2 separate regions of the Oryzias latipes genome follow, and region 1 is linked to region 2. The links are chromatin contacts, called in public Hi-C maps. All regions are on one chromosome and are shown on one strand. The core of a region is the stretch at or near the end of the contact, and the rest is flanking DNA. Distances in the headings are between cores, read along the strand shown.

Region 1 (6,144 bases), core at 2,428-4,927, 75 kb after region 2:
ACTGAGAGGATCTGCTTTGCATGGAGCTTGGCATGCCTTGATAGTAAATCCTGCGCACTTCTTTTCAAGGATGTTTTTACTCTTTTGTCCTGAAGAAGCCAGTCTTTTTTTTCCACTGCTAAACATAGGTCTTTGAGTTTCTTTTCCTACTTTTTGTGCCATTTTGTTAGCAATTTAATATGTGGATAAAAGCAAGCAGACTATTTCAGTAGTAGCTGAATGCTATGAATATGGTCCGACTATGATAAAATTATAGTTTTTATTCATGCTTTGCTGTGCTTAGGTTTAGGAGCAGGAGACTTGCACTTTTAAGATTATCTAAAATGATGCCAAACCTACTTTGCATGAATCTTCTTTTTCATCTTGCAACATGAGCAGCTAAAGCCAGCTGTCAGGAACAACCTAATTAACATTTACATTTAATGTGTATTTATTAACAAGCTAAATAAGTCAGTTAGTTGACAATTTTCTCTGCAAACCCTCTGGAGCCATTTTATTCAAAAGAAACATTTTCTGAAAAAAGTGTTGCAGTAATGTTTCCAATTAGGGTTTTTTCAGCAGACTTTTGTAGGTTTTTATGTATATGTACCACCATGCTGATTATGAAAAAGTGCTGCCTGAGAATCGGAAATGTTCAGGCTAAAATTTCCTTTACATTTCCATTTAAATATTACCAAATATCTTAAAGTAGAATGTTGTACTGGCCAATACTTAAATGAAAAATTTTCTTTGCTTTGATTATTCATGGTCTCTACTTTTTTTGCGATACTAAAATCAGTTCAGCCACATGGTAAAAAGCTTGTGTGGATATTTTTTTCCTTAAATTTTCATCTGTTGGAAAAGATCGCTCTTGGGTCCATTTAAGAATACGACACAAGCCAGGATTAACCTTTTGAGAAAGGGGGATTTGTAATTGAAGGTTTGAAACTTTCTTCCATAGCTTTTCAGAGCTGAAAGTGGGTCTTTTTTTTTTAAAGTTCACAAAGGTTTTATGAAACAGCAAATTATCCCAGTGTTGCCCCTGTCGCTATGGAAACCAGAAATGACGTCTTCTGCAAAGAGGTAGCTGGTTCTATACCTAGTCATAACATTTGACTAGGCCAGTCTGCTTGCAAGATATTTTTTTCAGCATGCCATTTTAAACCCCAAGTATTTCTTTTGTCAAGCTCATGTTGAGAAATGTGCCTTCGATATACTGGAAAGAATAAAATCACTTAGAACAGGGATTTGAAAAGTAACCATGCTTTAGCATCTTTCATATATGCTGTTTGTAGTACTTTTAGTACCAGGATTGATTGCGATTGTTGTTCTTTTTGATACCACTGCACTGTACTTCAAGCCTTTTCTAGTTTTGTAAATAAACAAAAGCTAAAAATATGCTATCCCTATACACATTTCATTGTTTGCATACAGGGGTTTAATTGTAAAAGTTTCTTTTTTTACATGCTAAATTAAAGCCAATGTGTTGGTTGGGTTTTTTATGAGGAACTATTAGATTTATTTATTTATTTTTTTAATGCCAGAGGCAACCCCTGCAGTCGATAAGCTCCCTGTTGTCCCCCACTAGAATTAATAAGATCATTGATTAGCTGCCTACTAATGATTGAAAACCCTTTTAGAGCACACGTTTATTATTGGTTCCACATCTGATGAGATGCTGTTGTGCAGGATAAATTTGGTTGTCTGCTGCTTAGTTTGCCAATTGGAAAATTGCTCAAAATGCTCTTGTGGTTATTTTGGTTCAACATACAAAATTGATTTTTTTTTTTTTAACAATGGGAACTTCTAAAGGAGCTTGTTCTATTCAGCCTATTGATCATGCAGTGTTGTTTTGTAGAAGAAAGTGTGAGACAAAAATAACTATCAGGTTTACTGACCTCCTTTTTTTGTGTGAATTTACAGTAAAAATCGAAAGTTTAGATGCATCCAGAGTCGTTTGTTTTGAATTAGAGGGAATGTCTTACTTGTAATGTATTATGTGTTGTAGTATATGAGAAGATGTAAAAAACCTTAGCCTAAATGTATGACATTATGTATAAACAGGTTTTAAGACACCAACCGAAAAAGACGATTATTAATTTTAGTGCAGTGTAGTTGGAGGAGTAACCCTGTCAAGCATTGGGGGGTGATGAATGGGATGTCACCCTAGTTCCATTTGGGCTTCCCTTCTCAACTCGAGCTAGCAAAGCTACGATGCAGACAGATGGGCGTCTCACTGGTGACTCTTTAAGACGTGCATAGGAAGAAGAAAATGAAGGATTGAGAACTAAGGAAAAATTTGGAAAAGATTATGCGTGTAGGAGAGTGAGGCTCGACAGATGGATGGGCTATACATGGATAAATGGAAGATGAAGAAAGTAGATTAGACACACGGATAAAGTAAAGCCAACATCTAACTATTTCTATCTGGCTGACGACACTAGAGCAAGAAAAAATAGTTTTTTTTATGGTTCATATGGCATGGATATGTTACCATTTTGATCTGACCATCCTGATGGCTCCCATTATTTAACCGGGGGAAATAGGTTTAATTGTCACTGCATTTGCCCCAGTTGGCTCACTGTTTGCTTTTTGTTGTCCCTTTTTTTTATTTGTTCTCTCCATCAGCGGCGTAAACAAATAGAATATAAGAACCTCTTTTGTTGGGGAGCACTTTAAGGATTATTTTAAAATATTCTAGTTTCCTATTTAGGTTTTTGACCGGATCCTGATTTACTTTGGTTGACATCGGCTACTCCCTTTACAAGCTGCCAAAAGGCAAAGGAGATTTTTATGACCACTTCCCTCAGCTAGTAGTTTCTAACTTCTAAATAGATTTTTCTTGACTGCCATTGTTCCCTTTTGGTCTCACCCTTCTTTCTTCTTTTTTTTTTTCCTTTTCAGACACATCCCTCCATACGGGTACTGGTACCCAGCATGAGGCCTCTCCTTGGAGAGCTACTGTACCAGTTGATAGCACCAATAGTTGGGACAAAGTGATCATTGACAGAAGTGAAACAGAAGATTGGCCATCGATAAGCCGTAGCAGTGAACCCATCCACCTTGCCACACCGGAATGCCCCTTGAGCTCAGCTAGCTGTAATCTAGACACCAGTGTTGTCACTTCTTCTGGACACGGTTTTCTGAGCATGGCCACTGGTACTGCAGGCCAGCAGGCCCTCTACAACTCTCTCAAAGCAAACAATAACATGATGACAGGACCTGTGTCAACTAACACATTGGCATGTAACAGAGGCTGGGGCTCAGATGTGAAGCAAGATGGAATGAATGGTGGCAGAGCTGGAATCCCCAATAGCTGGGGATCACCAAATTTCAACTTGAACTTGAATCCTAATGCCAATCCGTCAGCCTGGCCTGTTCTGGGCCATGAAGGTGCTGGGAATAGTGGCCCCAATGTTATGAACAATCCTTCCTCGCTTCCACCAGGCATAAATGGAAATGTGGGAAATGCAAATGCAGATAATGGAAGTGGAGGTTGGGTTAGCATGATCAGTGCTAATGAAAAAGATCAACAGCACTCTTCAACCAACACAAATTTATCTTTCAACATGGATCCTGTTAACCTTAACACCGATGGACCAAACTACGGTAAACAGCCACAACAAGCTCAGGAGCCTATGAGCCCAATCCATGGCCTAACTGGCTGGGGAGGCCAGTCACCAACTGAGTCATCTCAGCTCAATGGTGACACAACAGGCAGCTCTGTATGGGGTATTGGAGAAACTAAGGCAGCTGAGTCTACTAAGGACTCCAACTGGGAATCATCTGCCTCCAAAAACCTTTCTGCCTGGGGCCGCCAAGGCAGTGGTGGAGGAACTAGTGGAAATGGCGGTTGGGGTGAGTGGGGCAAGTCCTCTGGTGGTGAGGTATCTAAAGGCTGGGACTCAATTGATGCTGGTAGCACTGGTTCTGGCCAGGAGCAGCAACTTGGCTCGTGGGGAAAGCATTCTGGAACTCCCCCAGCCAGTGAAGGTAGTGGGGACAGCAGTGAAGGTCGATCCCGTAGCAGAGACAGATCCTCCAGCATGGATTTTGCCCCCCCTTTGCTACCTCGACAGGACCTAGATCCCAGAGTGCTAAATAATTCAGGCTGGGGACAGACCCCAATCCGACAGCACACTGTATGGGAGATGGAAGAAGCCAGTTCTGATGATGGAAAAAGCAATAGCAGCTCAGACACCATAGTAGGTTCCAGCTCTATTGGTGGACCTTCATCAACCAGTGGAGGTAATATCAACTCTAACACTGGGCCCAGCCAGAGGCCTGGTCCCGGAGGAAAAAATGACAGTGAAGGATCTTCATCCTCTGGCTGGGGAGCCACTTCACCTCAGTCAATTCAGACTGGGTCTGGTTGGGGAGACCCCCCACCTATACTTAACAAAGCATCAAATTGCACAGCCAGTGGCTGGGATGACTCTTTACCTACAAGTGGTTCTAAAAGTGGAGGTACCCCGTCCTGGGGTACTGAAGATAAGTCACCCAGCTGGGATGACAGCCCAATGAAAAATCAGTCCACAAGCTGGGGGGAGGCCCCCAAAAACTCAAGTAGTTGGGGCAATAGTAATGGGAGCTCTAATGGATCTGCCACAGGGGAGTGGGGAGAGCCAGAAGTAAAAAACAATGGGTCTTCCAGTAGCATGTGGGAAGGGGAAGGCGGAAATGGAGGAACAGGTGGATGGCAAGAAAGCCCAAAAAGAGGTGGTAGAGGGGGTGGCGGATGGGCTAAGCCATCTCCCCCTATAAGTAATAGTAACTGGGTGGAATCTTCACGTACCAATGGTCCAGTACAGGGAAACTGGGGCTCCTCCAAGCCACAGGAAAGCAGCAGCAGTGGCAGCAGTACCGGCAGTGGAGGATGCGTCAGCATTGGTTCCTGGGGTGGTCCGGGCTCTGTGAAGCAAGGCAACTCTAGCTGGGGAAACGTAAGCAAACAGGACCAGGTTATGGAGCCTACTGGCTGGGAGGAGCCCTCTCCTCCTTCCATCCGTAGAAAAATGGAGATAGACGATGGAACATCCACCTGGGGGGATCCTACTGCATACAGCAAAACTGTCAACATGTGGGATCGTAACAACCCAAATAATAATCCAAGCAACAGTGGCCCACCTGCCAGCAAGAACGGTGGAATGATTATGCCGAACAATAACAACAATCACCATCACGCTCATAACATGCATCACCATGCGCATCATGCTCAGCCCTCAAGTCATCTTCAACACCGTGCAAACAATAATGGGTCACCAAGCACTGCAGCTTCTCATCCAGGTGTGGGCGCCCAGGGTAGACCCTCTGTGGCCAATCCAGGTAATTAAATATTTCTAATTTAAATTGGGTTTTGCATAAAATTGAATTAGAATTTAAAATACTATGGTAGAAATGTACATAATTTCAATCATTTCTGTGCAGTTATTATATCAATTTGTACTAGTTTTGCTTGAAGAAAAGAGAAATTTCCTATCTTATTTTAAAGTTCATCCATTAAATATATGTTTAGAGCATAAATACAGAAAATGGCAATAATGTTTGTGAATACAAAGGCCAAATCTTTTTACAAATCATTTCTCGTCTTTGGGAGCCAGGGAGGGAGCCAGGGAGCCAGTTTAGCTCGTGCTGGTTTGCGGCGCCTTCCGTCCGTGAAACCCGGGTTCGACTCCAGGCTCCTCCCTGTTCCCTTCTCTACCTCTGCCGGTTCAAGCCCGGTTTGAGAAGGTTGCGTCAGGAAGGGCATCCGGCGTAAAACATTGCCAAATTTAACATGCGACACGTTCGCTGTGGCGACCCCTGATGGGAGAAGCCGAAAGTGGAAGAATTTCTCGTCTTTGAAATTTTAAATAAGACCATTGCCTCCCGCTGCTTACCATCCATACAGAACCAATAGTGACTGTACAAATATGTTTGAGATGCTAGAAACACTGTCTTCTGTTTGTGTTTTTATTAATGTCCATCTTGGTTCAAAAGAATTATATTTAAAACATTTTTGGGTTTTAAAATAACTTAAGTTTATTGAATGCATTTTTTCCTGTAATCATTTTATCACAGGTTGGGGAGAACTCCCCAATGTTCAACCCAAGTCGGAACCTGCTTGGGGAGAGCCAGCTGCGCCAACATCGACGGTTGACAATGGTACCTCTGCTTGGGGTAAGC
Region 2 (6,469 bases), core at 1,112-3,611:
TCCGGGCGGGCCAAAAGGTGATGGACCTTGCTAATAAGGGCCCTTGCTCTTTCTCCACCCTCCCACTTCTGTTCGGTGTAACTCTTTTGTCATCTCTTCCTATTTTTTCTCCTGTTCCTGTCCTCCACCTATTGACAAGTTTCTCATTCTCCGCTCCCATCTGTGACTTCTTCCATGTTCTTCTGCTATTCCCCCTTTTTTCTTTACTTTCTCATCCCCATAGTTGTTTGCTGATCAATTGAAATCGTTTTATCAAAAGCAACATTTTTCCCATTAGATTTGGACACACCTTCTCATTCAAAGAGTTTTCTTTATTGTCATGACTATGAAAATTGCAGAGTCACACTGAAGGCATCAAAGCTGTGAATTAACACAATAATTTAAAAAGTTTGAAACAACTGAAAATATGTCATGTTGTAGGTTCTTCATGCATGCTATTCCAGCCGGTTTGCATTTAATTGGACCATCATTTATTTTTCAACATGGCAATGACCCCAAACACACCTCCAGGCTGTGTAAGGGCTATTTGAGGTCCCTGACCCTAACCCACACGCGTCTGGGGCGTCAAGTTTATTCAATTCACTTTTAATTTTATTTGTACAGCCCCAAATTTACAACAACAGTCGTCTCAATCGGCTTCGTTCCGGTAATTGTAAGGTAAACACACAACCAAAAAGGATCATAAATGCATAATATTCAATAGGATAATACTAAAACTTTAAGTAAACAGACTAAAAAAAACCGGAATTGCTGCCCTCAGACCCTCCTTCTTCCTTATAAACACATATGGAAAAGCGTCGAGCAGAGAATTTAACTGGCGTCAAAAGAGAGGCGTCCAACATGAATTTGATGTGCAAATTAGTTTTCCTTCAACATAATTTTTTTTCCGATTATACTTTGATTTTTGCACTTCATGGAGGGAGCAGAAAGTTTTACTTTAGGTAAACAAAAAGCTTTGATAGTTAAATATTTAGTCATCTTTAATGAATCCGTGAGGGTGTTATGAACAGACCTGGCTCAGTGTTAAGCAGCAGGGTAGCCCTCACCGACAGGGGACAGGGATTTGGGGTGGGGTTGCTCATTGAATAAAACTGTTAAACAAAGCTGTCTTGTTAGAGCTTTTTATGAACATTTGATCTTGTGAGCTTTTTTTGCAGACGTTTTTACAGTCTATCAGTCAAAAGCGCCCTGGGAGCCTTTGGTTAGCGGGTCAATTAAACTGATTAAACAGGAAGCCATTTATTGAACAGGTGATGTGAGATGCAGATTTCAGATGGCGTGCTGCTCCAAAGCCTGGCAAAAGCAAATGTCTCACGCAGGGAAGATTTGAAGGTGGCAGCTGCCAGAGGAACTTTTGAAGTTTGGGGAGCTGTAATATTTTAATGAACATACCTGCATCAATGTGGAACAGACTTTGCGTATCAAAAGCTATGAAAGCGCTTTCCTAATCCAGGACAAAACACTGTGATTATCCAGGCTTGCTACCAGACTGAAAAATTACAGGCAATAGAGGAAAAACACTAATTATTAGTAGAGACAAAGGAAATGTTAGCAGTTCTTAGCCATTCAAGTGTCTAATCACATTACACACACTACAGCAAGTTCAAATATTTGAGACAATTTATTGAAATTTTATTACAAAAGTGCTCCAGGCTGCTGTAATTACCTGATTGCCAGTGCCTGAGGTTTCTGCCTCCGAGGGATATTTAGTGTCATAGCTGAACTCGCAGCAAGAGGTGGTCCTGATGATTAGCTCCTGTTAGCGTCAGGTCTCATCCACTTTCCATTGTTATCCCTTAGCATTAGTTTAATGGCCCAGGAAACACAGATAATGACTCTCAGCACGGATTAGCATCTGCTGCTGCTGTTGCTGGACAGCGTGCACACGCATTTAAGTGGACACTTTCAGATACAGGCTGTGCATTTGCTCCTAATGGCACACATAGCTGCACACATGTTAAAAGGATATCATAGGTCAAGAAATAACTTTTTTTTCTATAACTGTGCTTAAAAAGGTCAAAGAAAAAACTCAAATATGAACTGCTAAAACACAATTTTGTGCTAATTTAATTTTTGGACCATTCTAAGCACACAGTTTGACCTTTTTAATAAAATGAAACTGCACAGTGTCTCAATGGATGCTAGCAATTTGCAGACAAATCCCAAATGTGAGGTTGTAGAAGACCCAATGTTTCATCTGTGATGTTTCCAGACAGTTAAACCGACAAAACAAATCAGCATGTGTTTTTCCTGAGCAGATTTCCATGTGCTGCTTGTTTGCACCCAGAACATTGAGTGTGTCTCCATGGTGGGTGTTTGCATCAATGCCGGCCCCTGTGTGCCGTCCCCCCTGTGGGGAGGTGGAGTGGGCTGGGGGGGGGGGAAGCTGTCTGAAGCCTGGATGTCTATGAAGAGGCCCCTTCATGTGCAGCTTACTGGTGATAGATTGTCACTTATGCTGCAGCTGACATCCAATCTGGCATCAGTGGTTTTCAAAGCCCTTACCTCAGTGTAGCCACAGGACCCCCCTCTGCTCAAACACAGAAATCCCATTTAGTGTCAGAGGGCAGTGAAACAAGACGGTGTCTGGGTATGTCTGAGTTTCTGAAGCTTTTGTGATAAGGCGCAAGTCTGACTGTTCCATTTTTCTCCTCCTGAAATTGTTTTTGTATTTTTTTTTCTTTCCAGCAACTGCAATCACAGTGTTCCTACCTCATCACCTTCTGTCTCTTGGCTGTTTTCACAAAAAGGCACCTGCTGAATTTTCCCCATTTGTTTGCAGTCTGAACAAGCTTTCATCCACATGCCCCCACCCTCCCCCATGTCTTGTCCTCACAATAACTTCTTCCAACCTAAGTCGCCCTGTTGCTTCCCTGCAGCAGAGCCTTTGTGTGACAGCAGGACCAAATCATGCACACGCTTGTTTAACATTCAGTCAGAAACTAGAAGCCCGACGTGACAACTCCTCTGGGACAGAAAACTGTCCAGCATGGCATTGTACATGTGCATTCATGTGTGGGAATATGTCTTTGACGTGTTGCTAATATTTGTGAGAGTGTAGCTTGAAACTTTTTTCAAACCATTGACCAGATGGTGCATAAAAACCAACTGAGCATCATTACAACTTTCCATCAGAAGAGACTTTACATAAATAATGGTTAGGCAAGACACAGCCTGTTCCAGATGCAGGACGAACATAAAAATTGGTTCACATTATGTATGAGTATTATCAGTTTACTTTACATTATTTATCTGATTTTCTGTTTTTGGCTGCCTCAATTATAATACGTTTCTGGGATCGTACACTTTAGATTACATTAGTGAATTATCACCAAGGTTCCTTTTCAATGAAACCAAGTTTTCTCATCTTAATGTGGAGCAGAACCTTCTTGTTTGGTTGCTTCAGAAGAGCTTTAGTATAGGCCCAAACAAGTACAATTCTTGTTGAGAACAAATGCCCTGATGCAAGTGTGCTTTTACACACCTGATGTGCAAAGACTTACTTTAATTTTGAACCTGAAGTAGCTGAAGTATTGACATTGTCACTAGTACAGTGAAATAAGAGAAGTCTTACCTAGTCTTTGCAACACTTAGACATTAAAACAATGCATGTTAGTGTGTCAGTATACTTTCTATTGTGGGATGGTAAAAAAAAAAAAAAGTTCCACAACTAAATTTTGACTTGCAGGCTAAAATCAGATGCAATGACATTGTGACAGTCAAAATAGGATAATTCTGCATATAGATTAAATGTGTTCCATATGTCTTTTGACACTTGAATTTTTGCACAGGTTCTGCATTTTGGACAAAAAAAGTTTGAATGTGTGCAGACTGAATTTCCAGTGTTTTCAAAGCTCTCTTATGCAGACTGTTCAAATCTGATTCTCCTTTGTGGGACCTTGATAACAGCATACCAGAAGCAGACATGTCCACGCAACATAATACCATACAAGCTCCAAAACATGCACTTCCTTAAAACCAAGATGACAGCTAATTATAAGACTTCATGGCATTTTAAGGAGAGGGTAAAAATGGTTTTTAATACCCTTTGCTATGTCCATTACAGAAGCTTCTTCACTTTTCCTCTTTTATGCCATAGTTTGAAGCTCACTTAAAAAGAAAATGCCAAAGAGACAAAAAAGTCAAAGCTTGGGATATTGTGTGCTTAAGAAGCAAGTGATAATGATGCTGCATTCAGCCACTAATGGATTTTTCAAAAAGCTTTTGTATGCCTAGAAACAGCTTGACCTTCTTTTCAGCATACCTTTTATCAGACAAAGTGTGTGCTGCATTTCTTACATTTCTTAAAAATGACCAGACTATTGCACGCGTCACCCTGATGATTTTCCTAGAACACTTCAGAAAAAGTCAAATTTCTGGTGGTTTATTTTTCAATGTTTCTCAGCTTTTCAGGTTTTTTTTTCTAGACTGAGTTGCTGTTTGTTTGTTTTTTGTTTTTAAATTACTGCAAACTGTTTGCTTGGCAGAAATTATTTCTGTCTCTGAAAACACAACTTTTGCTTTACAGAGTTTTGAAAGGTTTGGAGGCTGACAGTGTTATTATTCATCACGTTGATTGAGTCATCGTTTCTAAATCAGTCATATGCAAAAGGGGTGAATCAATATAACATAAAAATGCTGTCTTACATTAGTTAAAAACCCATTAATATTCTCAGAAATTAATTGAATGCATTTTTTTTATATTTGTGTAACCTGTATTGTCACACCAACCAGTATTGTCAATTTTTATCTCATTTAAACAAGTGTCATAAACCTGCTTCAGAATCCTCTAGTGATTGTTTTCATAGCTTTGATATGCAAGTGCTGCTTCGAGGAACAGTTACAAAATATGCAGTAATTTCTACCTATCTATGTTGTTTTTAAAAGGGTTCTTCAGTTTTGCATGCAAGACTGATGAAAAAAGTGTATTTTAAAGTTCTCTGTCTGTAAAATGTGACAACCTTAGTAAACTCCCAGAACAGGACTTCACAAAAACACCCCGTCCGATCATATTTTGATCCATTTTAAAAGCATTACTGATGGTCTTTTAATTATAAATATGCAGTTTTAAGGCAAAATAAAAACCTGTGACGTTTTCCAGGGACTGCTTTCTGCGGAGGGACAGTACTTCATTAAAAATTCCCTTTTAAATTTGTGGGCGGAACTGCTGGCGTAGAGCTACGGTCTATGGGAGCAAACCGTACCGACCCTTCCACTCTCCCCTCCAGAGGATGGAGCTTGTAACCTGCCAAACATATTTTCTACATCAAAAAGAAGTTTCATTTCAAATTGCATTTTTGGATTCACAACAATTTAAATAAAGAAATACTGAGAAAAATGCCACAAGAAGATGTTAAAAACGCTAAAAACACGATTTTTATCTGAGTGGGTCTTTAAGCTAAACCTTCACTGCTGTTTTTAACCACTTAGAAATCAATTCTCTACTGTTTGTCAGTATGCTGACAAGGCATAAACTGAGATGACAGACAAACCCTTGTTTTTTATTTTCGATGGCATGTTGCTTTTGTCCTCTGCAGGGTTACAGATTTGATTAAAGCTCTGGTTAATTGCAGCTACGAGAGTCTTGCTTTGCTCACGTGCACATTCTTGCAGAAGGAACCAATTTTAAAATCGGTTGGAACGTGTGAACATTGTTTTTGTGATTTTGCATGATACGTTGAGAACGATTAAAAAGATTCAATATTGCTTCTTTATCCTGTAGGAACACAGTCTGCTAGTTTGAAAAAGTCCAGTGTTTCAGTTCAGATGTGAAAAAAGCTACACATTTATCTGAAAAATGGACACCGCTATAAAACCCTCCCATTTGTCTGATGCCATTTCTGTTTTTCCGTAGATGTTGCTTGGACACAGGGAATCAGTAGAATGAGCCTCAAAAGCAGATTGAATGGTTTATGACAGACCTATTTGTTCTGAATAGAAAGCTTTTTTTTTTCAAAATTATATTTTCCATCCTAGAGTAAACCCATCACGAACACTTACATTGAACTTTCAGGCGAAATACGATATTTTAGTGAAAAGAATGAAAGCAGAGTGTGTGTGTTTGTGCGTATTATGTAGGTAATAAGGTTTTATAGACGCTTAAGCCTTCTAAGGTCTATGGTCTATGAAATTGGCCTTCTCCGGAAGGACCTCATCCTCGCACCACCTCAGGCGTGCAAACAATCACACACAGAACACATACAAGCAAATCCGCCATTCAGACATGAGTAGTCACACACCTGAGACTCGTCCTGGGATAACTGCTCGCCATTCGGCCCATCACTGCAGCAATAAAGACACCGTAGGCAGACAATCCCGGAGCATTGAATCCACTACTGTACCTGCCAAGCTCGGCAAGATACATCCACATTAATTGGATTAGCCGTGACAGTAATGCTCTATCAGGGCTCAATATCACAAATACACACTGGCCTAATAAAATGTGCGGGATAAAATGGGAGCTTTCACT

What was found. A called contact is a pair of places that touch in the nucleus more often than the background predicts.
Region 1: a contact with region 2 is called in a Hi-C map of gastrula embryo, with 1.8 times the contacts expected there. The contact joins two enhancer-like sites. A contact is called at or near these places in 4 of 5 Hi-C or Micro-C datasets (embryo, fibroblasts and gastrula embryo).

What each region holds. Positions count from the first base shown.
Region 1 is chr1:9,666,489-9,672,632 of ASM223467v1, forward strand. It overlaps LOC101157348 (trinucleotide repeat-containing gene 6C protein), which reads left to right. Exons shown (of 23, transcript XM_011473887.3): 5 at 2,884-5,304; 6 at 6,040-6,144. Among protein-coding and RNA genes, the nearest start is that of LOC101157348, 27 kb to the left of the region's middle. Within about 2 kb of position 3,678, at least 1 of the 8 cell types and tissues checked has an H3K27ac peak or open chromatin away from gene starts, as enhancers often do. A contact at or near this core is called in gastrula embryo, where this site is marked.
Region 2 is chr1:9,592,385-9,598,853 of ASM223467v1, forward strand. No RefSeq gene overlaps it. Among protein-coding and RNA genes, the nearest start is that of LOC101157348, 47 kb to the right of the region's middle. Within about 2 kb of position 2,362, at least 4 of the 8 cell types and tissues checked have an H3K27ac peak or open chromatin away from gene starts, as enhancers often do. A contact at or near this core is called in gastrula embryo, where this site is marked.